Linked DNA regions of Bombyx mori: region 2 is linked to region 1. The links are chromatin contacts, called in public Hi-C maps. All regions are on one chromosome and are shown on one strand. The core of a region is the stretch at or near the end of the contact, and the rest is flanking DNA. Distances in the headings are between cores, read along the strand shown.

Evidence for each region. A called contact is a pair of places that touch in the nucleus more often than the background predicts.
Region 2: a Hi-C map of posterior silk gland shows a contact between it and region 1, with 1.6 times the contacts expected there. The contact joins two enhancer-like sites.

The regions. Positions count from the first base shown.
Region 1 is chr4:2,674,393-2,681,090 of ASM3026992v2, forward strand. All of the region lies in intron 2 of LOC101737404 (pseudouridylate synthase RPUSD2), which reads right to left. Among protein-coding and RNA genes, the nearest start is that of Mir3429, 42 kb to the left of the region's middle. Within about 2 kb of position 2,864, at least 4 of the 8 cell types and tissues checked have open chromatin away from gene starts, as enhancers often do.
Region 2 is chr4:2,763,744-2,770,433 of ASM3026992v2, forward strand. All of the region lies in intron 2 of LOC101737404 (pseudouridylate synthase RPUSD2), which reads right to left. Among protein-coding and RNA genes, the nearest start is that of Mir3429, 130 kb to the left of the region's middle. Within about 2 kb of position 4,853, at least 1 of the 8 cell types and tissues checked has open chromatin away from gene starts, as enhancers often do.

The DNA of each region.
Region 1 (6,698 bases), core at 1,614-4,113:
ATACTAAAACAAATTTCGCGATATAAAAACTTTCACAAAGTCTCCTCAAGTCAATTTATCATGTAAATAATAAACGAAGCGCATAAAGTGCTCCCTACAGTTTACCGATACACAAAATAGTAAATTACTACAACAAGGATAGTTGTCAGGATCTTTCGCCTACGAAAAGTAATAGTCGGATGTTTTATGAACTACATTCTCTTAAGACTAGCCCGGCTCCAGACTTTATTGTGAGTGTTCCACTAATATAAGCTTCCGTTACGATGCTCGTGAACGTATTCCAGTTTATCTGTGCGTCTGTGTACTAATCTAGATAAAGGTTGATCTAGTTGTGTTGTTTGGACTATGCATATCGACGCTTGAAAGGCAAACGTGACTAAGTGACAATGCATTAGACTAATTTAAAGTTGAAATACCTGAAAAAAAATCTATTTTAACGAATCTAGCTGTAGGATTGAAATGATTTTAATAGACCTAGAAATATATATTTTTTGCGCATCGAATATGGTTATTGCCTATCATTTATGTACAAAGCAGTTATTGTCGCTTAGTCACGTTTGCCTTTCAAGCGTCGATATGTTTTCTGTGTTAATAAAATATTGTGCCGTTATCGCATATTGTGAGCTCGGGTCGATTTGTGCAACCCGATTAGTTTTGCATGCGTACGTTCAAGTTTGGAAGAAGAGCTAATTTTACCACCTCCTTGCTTATTTCTGCCGTCAAGCAGTGATGCGTTCTGGTTTGAAGTGTGGGGCAGCCGCTATAGAGCTTAAAACTCCTTTCTTGAGATGCGCGTCGGTGGAATTGACTTGGTTGATGTCTATGGGCTCTGGGTGAACCGTGAGCTTATCCATCAATCTTAGCAATAAAAAAAGGAACCTTTTAAGGTCTCAAGTATGGTTACAACGGCTGCCTCACCCTTCAAACCGAAACGCATTACTGCTTCACGGCAAATTAGGCAGGGTGGTGGTACCTACCCGCGCGGACTCACAAGAGGTCCTACCACCAGTAATTACGCAAATTATAATTTTGCGGGTTTCATTTTTATTACACGATGCTATTCCTTCACCTGCCTGCGGGATTCGAACACCGGTGCATCGGCTCAACACGAATACACCGGACGTCTTATCCGTTAGGCCACGACGGCTTCATTTCATGATGTTATTGTAGCGGTTACTTACTAACATCATCTCAAGTTGAGTTTGGGTTTTCACTTCACAATTTCGTAAGGCGAGTTGAGCTGTGTGTTGGTATTTATGAAATATTTCTGTGTCATCGTAAAGTATTGAAATGAACCAAATCAATTATATCAAATAACACGATTATTTTTTTCACGAATCCTTCAGGAACGAAAGATAAACAACACAAACTTTCTGGATAATTTCATAACTTTGTTTATTATTATCCGAACAGTATAACGAATTTGTCAGTATCAAAACTTTACATCGTTGGTTCTGTAATCAATTGATTAAGCTTTCGGGGTCGCCGGGGGCTTTCAATTAAAAGTTTCGCGCAAATTGATGGCGCTTCATCGGATTTTTTAATCGAGATTTTTTACTCGGATAAATTTTATTGGAAAATCTATATAATTGTTATCTTAAAAGTCAATCCACATCTATTTTTTTATTTGTAGGTACTAATTAATCTCCACTCTGTGGAGTGTCAATTTTGGACATTATTAAAATCCTTTTAAGGTTTAATCTTTTTTTTTTAATTAGACGCGGGAACGCGCACGGCCCATCTGTTGTTAAGTTGTAACCGAAATGGATAAACATCAATAACGAAAATGGCTTAATCCACCTTGAAGCATGAATTCTAAGTTTCAGTTCTACAATACGTCTTTTCTACCTTTCAAATCGGAATGCATTACTGCTTCGTGGCAGGAAGAGGCAGGATGGTAATACCTACACGAGTACCTACTCAACAGACACGCCAATTCATCAATAATTAGGAAAAAATTTTTTTTTGCGAGTTTGAATTTTATTACACGCTGTTTTGGTACTTCATCGTGGAAGTAATTCGTGAAGGTATATTAAGTATTTAATTTAAAAAAATGTTATCCGTCTGCGGTATTTGAATAGTCGGCCGGCATATTCGCATCGTTGGTTACAAATTTCCAGGCTTCATACCCTGTAATCCGCGACGACTTCAGTTTCTCAGACTTTAATCATGGGTATATTTTAATCATTTCAAAATAATGAAACCTTTTTTAATACGCTTTTATTAGCTTCAGACGTATGTATGTTAGCATGTAACGGAATCTTTGAACGTGTTTGACCCCCTTCAAAACGTCGGATTAACTCGAAATTTGGTACACTTAATATCTAATAATTATTAATAATTACTAAGGACCGATGTCAATTCAATATTAAAAAAAATTGAAAAAGTTGAAACTAAAAAATGAAAAATATATTATAGTTAAAAAAAAATGAGGTGCATGGTATCAGTAGTTATAAATATTTTATGAACAGATATGAGTAGAAGGGTTGTTTTGATAATATCCTGAAAAGCACCCCAAGCTTTTTTTACAATAAAATCATTTTTTCTTACACTATTTTCAATTCAAATTTATTAAAATTTATTTTCTATTTTTTAGTTGGATTTCCTATAAAAGCATATTTTGTTAGTTGTTTTATTTATTAAACACATCTCCTAATGCAATCAATCAGTCTACTTCCAACATAAAAATACAAGCAGGCGCGGCTCGAAATACAAATACACCTCTTCAAATTACTAATGCGATATAATAAATTAGTTCACACTTACATTTTAGTCCAATTAACAAGCCCCACAACCCGAACCCCATGCAGTGGGGCTTTCCCGTAATTTCCGGCCGTTGTAGCGTCGTAGCGTTGCGTAGCGGCTAGGTTTATCGATCGTAGCACCGTCGCCGTACCAAGTTTATTTTGGCAACCTACATATGCGTATGCATATCGAGTATGTTTCGTTTAGTGGTGTAGGTTTTTATACAGGGTGTTGATTTTTATTATTTTTTAATTTGCTTAAATGTTTCAATAAGTTGTTGACCTAACTGGTGTTAATTGATTCCCAGAGCCCTTAGACATAAACCACTGCATTGTATTCGTAAATTTCAAATTGCATTTTACTGATGGTAGGACCTTTTGTGAGTTCGCACGGTTGGGTACCACCACACTGCCTATTTCTGCCGCGAAGCAGTAATGCGTTTTGGTTTGAAGGGTGGGGCAGCCGTTGTAACTATACTGAGACCTTAGAACTTATATCTCAAGGTGGGTGGCGCATTTACGTTGTAAATGTCTATGGGCTCCAGTAACCACTTAACACTAGGTGGACTGTGAGTTCGTCCACCGATCTAAGCAATAAAAAAACCATAATTGTTTTGTAAAGCAGCTCTCCCACCATTCAAATCGGAATACCCGACTGGTTTGCGGCAGAAATAATCAGAGAGGAGGTACATACCCGCGCGGGTTCACAATAAGCCCTCCTACTACATAGTAATAGAGGGCGAATATACCTTTAGCAAGCCGATTCGTGATTGTAGTACTTTGGTATAATAACTAAGAAAACAGTGCCATCTGAACTGAATCCTTTAGGCGCTTTTTAGGGCACGTACGGAAAAAAAATACGGGACAATGTCATTCTTGGGTCCTTGTCAAACGTGATTTGAAAAGATCAGAAGCGGTCAGTCATTTGAGTGTTCTTCTTGGTTAAGTCATTACTTTTTGGATGCCATATACCTACTCCTTCATATTCGAAGTCACTAAATAAGAACATGGGTTAACATTTGAAGTTTCTTTTCGTTGGGCAATGGACAACAACATGCCTCAAAGATAACCGTCGATAGCGCTGGTTACATAATACATTACGGCCTGGCCACGGGGATCGGCGGTGCGAACAGCGAAGCGGTGGGCGAGGCGACCATTCGCGCAGCACCGTTTGCAGGCCACGGGTACTCACGTTCGCCGCCGCGACTAGTAAGGAAGTCCGACAGCGAAATGTCTATATCGAAATTATCTCGATATTGCTTACAAATTAATAGTTTTTTGGTTCAGGACCTATTATTTAGAAAAGATTGTGAAGTACATGATTTGAATAAGAATCGGAGTATACCTATAGATGGAGAATTCCACAAGAAGTACGAGAAATACTTTGGGTGGCTAGACTTCCAAATAGCTGGTCTAGCTAGTATTTCAGCTATTTTATTTTTTTATTGCTTAGATGGGTGGACGAGCTCACAGCCCACCTTGTGTTAAGTGGTTACTGGAGCCCATAGACATCCACAACGTAAATGCGCCACCCACCTTGAGATATAAGTTCTAAGGTCTCAAGTATAGTTATAATGGCTGCCTCACCCTTCAAACCGAAACGCATTACTACTTCACGGCAGAAATAGGCAGGGTGGTAGTACCCACCCGTGTAGACTCACAAGAGGTCCTACCACCAGTAATTACGCAAATTATTATTTTGAAGATTTCATTTTTATCACACGATGTTATTCCTTCACCGTGGAAATCAATCGTGAACGTTGAGTGTTGTTGAGTACGTATTTCATTACAAAAATTGGTACCCGCCTGATATTCGAACACCGGTGCATCGCTCAACACGATTGCACCGGACGTCCGTTAGGCCACGACGACTTTAAAAATAAAAAATAAAAAATAAATAAAAAATATAAAAATTTCGGCGTTAATTTTTCGCGGCGAAAACAACTAAACTCATTTAATCACTGCACTATTCGCCGCGACTACCGCTCGACTCCGTGGCTCGCGCCGTCCGTATTCATGCATTTGTTTTGCTCGCCCGCCGCATCGCGCGATTCGCTCGGTACATTTCGCCGGTCGCTTCGCCGGTCGCCGGTGCGCGTGGCTTGTTAGGTACATTTCTATGCGCTTGTTTTAGTCGCTAGACGCTTCGCCGTTCGCACCGCGCGAATATTCGCATCGGCGAATGTCCCGTGGCCAGGCTGTTAGGCCCAAGTTCAAATCGAATTTTTGTGTGAAATTTTGCTCCAAGTGCATTCTTTTTTACACGAATTATATCGGACGTAAAATATATTGACCTGAATAAGCGATTTTTGGTGTAATCTGTATTGTGTTAGAGATATACATATATCATGGAAATTGGCAGATGTATACGATGAAAAAACTGTGTATGCTGCTATGAAATAATGCGGCGTCCATATTGAAATTTTGTGGCATATTTGACTGATGTAAAAAATTAAAATTCTAAGGGCATTTATTGAAAGCAATTATGCTTTATGCTTCAAAAATTCCACAAGATACTCATTTTAATAAAGGAGTATCTTGTATATATGAACACATCATCTTCACACTGTTCAACGCCAAAGCAAATTTGGTTCCACTTGGAAAGGCTGGGTTTATTCATTGTCTTCTGCAAACGAGCTGTTCAAAAAAGCGCCTTCAATAATAAGCCAGCCGGTTCCGTGAAGCTATTGAAATTTCGTCTTCTAGCGTAAATCAGCGAAGAAATATTCCCAGTATTAACGATAACAGTATTACAGTGAACGAGTCTCTACGTGTTATTTTAATTTACTACGCTCACGTGCCGCAGACGTAAATCATTACGACTTGTTGTTGGTGAATTTTCAAAACTAAATCGTTTCCTTGCGCATAAAAATTATGAATAACAAAATATTAGTGAAAGCTCGGACTCGGGGGATTCGATGCGATTTTTTTTAAGATTCTCGTCAGACGTTCGTTTGCTCATCGTAATATGATGAAGTCTTTTCCTTAAGTGTAAATTTTTTGGAACGAAGATCCTTATGGGACGTTGCGGACTAATCGGGAAAAAGCGTCCGTAACGTAAGATTTTATTAGTAATGCACACAGTGTACGACTTAACTTTGTAATAACGTACAAAAAATAACATTTATTCATCATTAATTGACCACGATCTCAGAGCGTTCGTTTGCGCAATACACTACTAACTATTATGCAAACAATCGTGAATGAAGTGTACCACAATAAGTTCGCACGTTGCCGAATGACCGTGGGTTGTTGCGAAACCTCCAGTTTTTTTTCTTTATACCTCGAATAGAACTTAAAATTTATATTTTTATAATAAGGAACTTCGTTCGTCGATATAAAAAAAAACCATTGTTAGTTCGACTTGTTATTAAGCCGTGTCTGTTTGTTTTTATATATTATTTATATTCACGGAAATGACTTCACGGCTCATTTGGTGTTAAGTGGCCATCAGAGCCCGAAGAAAAATCTGAATGCCACCACTCACTTTGACATATGAGGTCTAATTATCAATCTAATAGTATATAGACTGGGCCACCCTTCAAACCGTTAACGTTACTGCTTTGCTTCGCGGATCAGAAATAAGCAGCTCTATTTTTTTTTTTTTTTTTTATTGCCCTTGTAGGCAGACGAGCATACGGCCCACCTGATGGTGAGTGGTTACCGTCGCCCATGGACTTCAGCAATACCAGGGGCAGAGCCAAGCCGCTGCCTACCGTTTAATACTCTCCACAAGCCTCGTTTGAAGAAGGACATGTCATAGCGCTCGGGAAACACCGTGGAGGGGAGCTCATTCCATAGCCGGATGGTACGTGGCAAAAAAGACCTCTGGAAACGCACTGTGGATGACCGCAGTGGCTCCAGGTAGTATGGATGAACTCTACTCCGGTGGCGGGCGGTGCGATGGTAAAAACGAGATGCCGGTATCATCTCGAACAATTCCTCAGAGCACTC
Region 2 (6,690 bases), core at 3,603-6,102, 91 kb after region 1:
TTAAAGAGACAAATTGGGATAGTAGAAGGGATAGTAGTAAGCAGAAGGGATAGTAATTAGCAAAAGGTTACTTTTCATTTGTCGTGAGTTTTTGTCTAAGTGAACTCACGTAGCAATTATTTATACGGTACATTATCAATAGATATGGGGATTTGACATGAGCCAGTTATACCTCCCATTATCCGGACGTACTATTACATATTAACAAATTTCCTGGCTAATCAATAAAACTAACGACTTTAATTCGAAGACATAAGGCAGTAATCACTTCGTTACAATTATCGATTCCCGTGAGCTCATCTATCCATTTATCCAAATAAAATAACATTAAAAAAGTATTACGCGTTCACGCCGGATCACTGACACAGTATATTGTTCATACATATGTATGTACCACAAATTGCTGCTGACCTTAATGGTGACTGACACCAAGACGATTTTATTGTTCGCGACTGCGGACCCCTCAATTGATCAATGGAACAATCAAGTGCTTGAATATCAAGTGTTCCGGATTCGTTTAAATATTATAATACCTCAGTTGATAGCTGGATGTTGGAAGCGTTTGATTCAAGCATTTTGATCTGATATAGACCTGAGTCGATGTAACTTGTACAGATAATTGGCATTACATTTGATACTGCTTAGTTCTTTCAGTAAAATTGTGCACAAATAAAAACTCAATTTGGTAGACGCAGTTGCTACTGAAATTTACAGAATTACAATTAGACAAACCGATAATAGTTCAGTGGCATTTGTACAAAGAACTCGTTTGAAAATTACAAGTTAAATATAAAATAACATGTCGAATAAAATGTTTTGGTGGCATAAAGTTTCTGCGATATATGGAGACATTGTTATTACGAATTCTTGAATTCCAAAACTTCAAACAAGAAAGTGAACGTAAGTCAATGGACAATTGTATCAAATAATAAATTATGTACATTAACTAGAAATATGTAAGTTCATACGTACTTAACATGTGCTCGTAATGTGTTCATAAATTACTTCCACGGTGAAGGAATAACCTTGCTGAATAAAAATTAAACCCGTCAAAATTATTACTTTGCGTACTTAATGGTTGTGGAGCGTCTTCTGAGCCCGCACTTGTAAGGTACCCTACCCATTTTTTGTCGCGAAGCAATAATGCTTTCTGATTCCAAGATCGCGGTAGCCGTTGTTCTATAGAACTGAAATTTAGAACTCATATCTCAAGCCAGTTGTTTTTGATGTCTCCGTATCGATACATTAAGCAAAAATGTAACATGTAAAAAAAACCCATTTCATTGAATCCCGCTTCGCTTCCCGGATCCATACAAGACAGGAAGACAGTTTTGCTGTTGTATTCTTTCGATTAGAAACTTTTGTATTTGATATTCATTACGCGGTTCAACGTAGACGCACAAGGAATATGAAGTGTGTTTAATTGTTTTTTTGTACACTCTACCTGGATTGCGGTAGGTCTTTGCGTAATGTGATTTGTGATTCATTAATTGTAGGTCTGGACAGGGGCCCAGCAGGGGTGGTTGAGTTGTGCAAGCAAGCATTACCAGCCCCCGCGGCTCTTTTAGAGTTCAACCCTAGTATGGGGTCAGACGCTTTAGGAGAACAACGACAAAGAAGTTTTTAGTTACTTCAATCCCTATATAGCAGCAAATCTGAACACGTGGGGTATTGATCAAGGGATTCAATCTTCTGACCAAAAAAAGTCTGGTCGAAAAGGTTTTAATCGTAATACGGACCAACTAATAGATATGTTTAGTGTACTGTTGTTCCCTTTTTATTTCTTACGGTGTCTGATTTAAGTCACAATGTGAATGCCACCGCCAACCTTGGGATATGAGGTTGAAGTCTCAAATACATTTCAAATACAATTACAATTACGACTGTTCCACTTTCTTAAATTGACCCGTGATTGATTCACATCTACCCGTTTCAGACTTATAATACGCCCTACCACCCGATATTGACGCAATCTTGTACTATTAATACACATGTTATTGAAATAATACGATACTATTCATTCGTCGTTGAAGAATTATCGCGTAAGCCGGTTACGTATGCAGAAAAATCGGTACCTGCTTGTCGAATACATTGCATAAGCACATCGCTTGATACGAATGCAAAGGGCATCTTTTCCTTTAGGGGAATGTGATTCGTTTGAAATCTACCATTTCTTAGATTTATTTTTCTGCGCAATTTCCCAATTGATAACCTATCACCCCTTACTAGCGATAGGGTATTTACCCACTGTGCTGTCAGTTTTTCGATTTACAGTTTCGTATAAAATAAACGTCACATATGATTCAAGAATACAACGAACAAAATGTCAAATCTTAAAAGTTTGTTTTAATCACGTACTGCAAGTCATTACATCACTCCTTATCCATACAAATACCAAATAAATGATCATGTATTTCGCTCACGTAACGACGGACCGGTGATCTATCACCAGGCTCTCATTGCAAACAAACCGGCGCTCATTTCAATGGAACCGACCGAAACGGTTTCAATATGAAGGAAGCCACATCGATTACCTAATCCTTATTCGCAGTAACGATCGGACGGTAGTTCAAGATTAACGTTTTCAATGGATATTTTTGATAAACTTTGCTCGAGACATATTGAGGGAGACTGGTTTTATAGAAAATACTCCTTTTGTTGCTGACTAATTAACAAAAAGAAAGTTGTCGACATAGATAGAGGTGGCCGGGGACATATTTTTATATATATAAATAAGACGGTAGTTAACAATATTCATGTATGTAACAATGTCGATAAATACTAAAAATCTTAGTCGTCGGCGACTACGTAAACTATAAGCTATTAGAAGGCCCGAAACAAGAATAAGAAAATAATAAACGAGAGGTTTCAATGCCGATACAACGATTTTTGAATTCTTTGAAAACTCAATACTTCAATGGTAGATTTTAATGATGATAGGATGTAAGGCAGCTGTTGATTCGATTGAACATTTAACAGTATAAATAGGTCCAGTCGTATCCGCGATTAGTGAAAATCTCAGAAAGTACCAAATACACTGCTACGTTTTGAGAATACTCTACTGTTTTTTCTATACTCTGCCATAACGATTTGCCACTCCATATTGGTCTTTCGTACTAAGGTAATATTAATGTTTCCTACCAATGCAAAGATATTGGGTACAGATGGTGAACAAACTGTTATTGATGACCAATAAAATACATCAAGATTAATATCCTGCCAATTGCTGGACCATCGCGAGTCAATCAATGTTACATTATTGAGAAGGTCTTTTGAATTAAATAGATAATTTGGATCCAGTTTGTCTGTACAGTGTTTAATTTATATCTCATGCATCATACTATCATCATTTTTACATTTTTATGTTTCATATTTTTTATTAATTTACACTTCATGATACACTCTAGAATAAAAATATCTGTAGAGGCTAGAAAGATAAATCTTTGATTACCACTAGGCTTGTAAAGCAATGTCGAAACAGTGTTACACAGACAGAATTGGGGGAGAATAATTGTCTGTGCAGAATAATTACTATGATCTGTAAAAACAGCTTAATGTCTGATTTCACAAAATTTCCACTGAACCAAAACAGTTCTCCGCTAACTCAAAAAGTTAAAAAAAAAACCTACTAAACAAATTAGCCTAACCTTGTACACTGTTATCACCAAATACAAAGATAAGGTTTCAAATCATAAAATGCAAAAGCCATGATCATCAGAGTATTGCCCTGTTGTCTTTTTGATTGGTAAAACATAGCTTATGCCCTCTTCAGCAACTCCTTTCCATGTACATCACAGTACATGCTGAATTAGTGATAATAGTAGTAGAAGTAGAAATTACCAAGATCAAAGGTATGCAAAATGTTATTTCTCAAGGATCACAACGAAATGCTATCTACAATACGTTTAAAAAATTCAAAAACTAATAATAGTAATCTCATTTAAGAATTCGTGCCAAGATTCTACCCTCTTCGTCAACCGCTCTACTACAATACTTGTGAACAGTAAAAATACGTTTGTGGTCAATTTTCATTAGAGTTTTATGAAGGCAAACATTGTGGGTCTCACGAGATGGTTGCGTGTGGTCTGTCGATTTCTAGATGTTTTTTCAGTTAAAGCAAGTTCTTTTTTTATTGCATAGACGTGTGAACGAGCTCACAGCTCGCCTGGTTTTAAGTAGTTACTGGAGCCCATAGACATCTACAACGTAAACGCCGCCACTCACTTTGAGATACGAGTTCTAAGATCTCAGTATAGTTACAACGGGTACCCTTCAAACCGAAACGCATTGCTGCTTCACGGCAGAAATAGGCAAGGTAGTGATACCTACCCGTGCGGAGTCACAGGAGGTCCTACCACCAGTAAAAGTAAGATTTCAGGGTACCAAGCTAGTCTTGGCTGGTAGTCTGCATAACTTGACTTTTGTCTTCATGTAAGCTATTCATAAAGTGCTGTCTATGGGATATCACACTGACGTATCAGTAAAGACAAATATTCAGTTTTTTTATTTTATTTGGAGTCGATAATTTCTAACCAACTATACGCAAAAAGAGTTCTCACACCTTTCATCTCCAATTACAAGTATAAAGTGACATCTCAAATATTAGTCGTTGCATGATTGCACACCGTTACATAAATAGATTCTACCCTCTAATTATGCTGTATGGCTGTTTAATACTGATCGACTGGACAATATTATTACTTTTATTACAAAAAAAAAAAAAATACAAAATAATAATATTGTGACTGTAATGTATGATATCCTGATTCACCCATGCGAAGCCAGGATGGGTCGGTGGTATATTAATATGGACGTTTGGTACTTAAAAGTCATTCTGTGGTCGGGTCAAGGATTTCAACCTTCATTATCGACTTATGAGTGTTACATTCATTTACCATTTAAACTCTGTAGGTTAAGCGATGTTTTGCCAGTTGATTCATTAAAATTAATCATTGTTATTTTTCGTGTAAGCGTGATATTTAACGTTTTAACGACCAGTATCGTTGTATCGAATTTTGGTATTGCTATTTAAATTCTGTTTCTGTAATTTATTAGTCGACAATGTTATTTATTGACATGGCTTAATAAAGGTATTGTTTAAATTCGGGTTTAACCCGTTTCTTATCAATTTATACTAATTTGAAACTGTAATATATCTATCTATTAATCTATATAACTAGTCGTCAGGTCATAAGTATTGTCACACAGTAAAAACTTTTCTTTTAGAATGCTGGCCACAAAAAAGTTTATTGAATTCGAATTTTGAATTGTTCATGAAAATAAAAATGTATACTTTTAGAATTCATTTTTAAATATGGAGTGGACGCTTAAAAAAGACCGTGTTGCAGTTATTGCGTTGCATCGTTGCGGTTACGCGCCAATTCAAATTTTTAACATACTGAAAAATTTGAATATAACCAAAAGATTCGTTTATCGTACCATCAAACGATACAATGAAGACTAGTGTAGATGACAGGTCAAGAAGTGGTCGCCCTCGGTCTGTTAGGACTCCAGCAGTGATAAAAGCTGTGAAGGCGCGAATTCAAAGAAATCCCAAACGTAAGCAGAATCTGTTGGCCCTTCAGATGGGGTTAAGCAGAACCACGGTGAAAAGGGTGTTAAATGACGACTTAGGGCTTCGGGCATATCGAAGAAAAACAGGAAATTGTTTGAATGCTCGTCTAATGGACCTGAGACTGAAGAGATGCCGCGCTTTGTTGAAGTGGTACGCGGGAAAAAAATATCGGGAAATTCTTTTTTCGGATGAAAAAATTTTTACCGTAGAAGAGAGCTACAACAAACAAAATGATAAGGTGTACGCACACAGTAGTGAAGAAGCGAGCGACCGTATTCCGCGTGTCCAACGAGGTCATTTTCCATCCTCGCTTAGGGTATGGTTGGGAGTTTCTTATTGGGGCTTAACAGAGGTACATTTTTGTGAGAAAGGTGTAAAAACGAATGCAGTTGTGTATCAAAATACAGTCCTGACGAACCTTGTGGAACCTGTTTCTCATACCATGTTCAATAACAGGCACTGGGTATTCCAACAAGATTCGGCGCCAGCTCATAGAGCGAAGAGCACACAAGACTGGCTGGCGGCGCGTGAAATCGACTTCATCCGGCACGAAGACTGGCCCTCCTCCAGTCCAGATTTTAATGCGTTAGATTACAAGATATGGCAACACTTGGAGGAAAAGGCGTGCTCAAAGCCTCATTCCAATTTGGAGTCACTCAAGACATCCTTGATTAAGGCAGCCGCCGATATTGACATGGACCTCGTTCGTGCTGCGATAGACGACTGGCCGCGCAGATTGAAGCCCTGTATTCAAAATCACGGAGGTCATTTTGAATAAACTTTAGTGTCATAAGAATCTATGTTTTGTTAAGTTCATTTTGGTATATGAATGGTTACATAATGAATAAACTTGTTTCAATTATTTTACATTAAGCGTGTGACAGAATTTATGACCTGACTAGGTATATATAAATGAATTGCTGTTCGTTAGTCTCGCTAAAACTCGAGAACGGCTGGACCGATTTGGCTAATTTTGGTCTTGAATTATTTGAGGAAGTCCGGAGCAGGTTTAAAGGGCAAATAAATATCAAAATGCTTGGAATTTAATAAAAATAACAATTTTGTTTTTCCTTTGATCGTCCCGTCGGACGGATTCCTTTTGTTTGTTTTAAGTT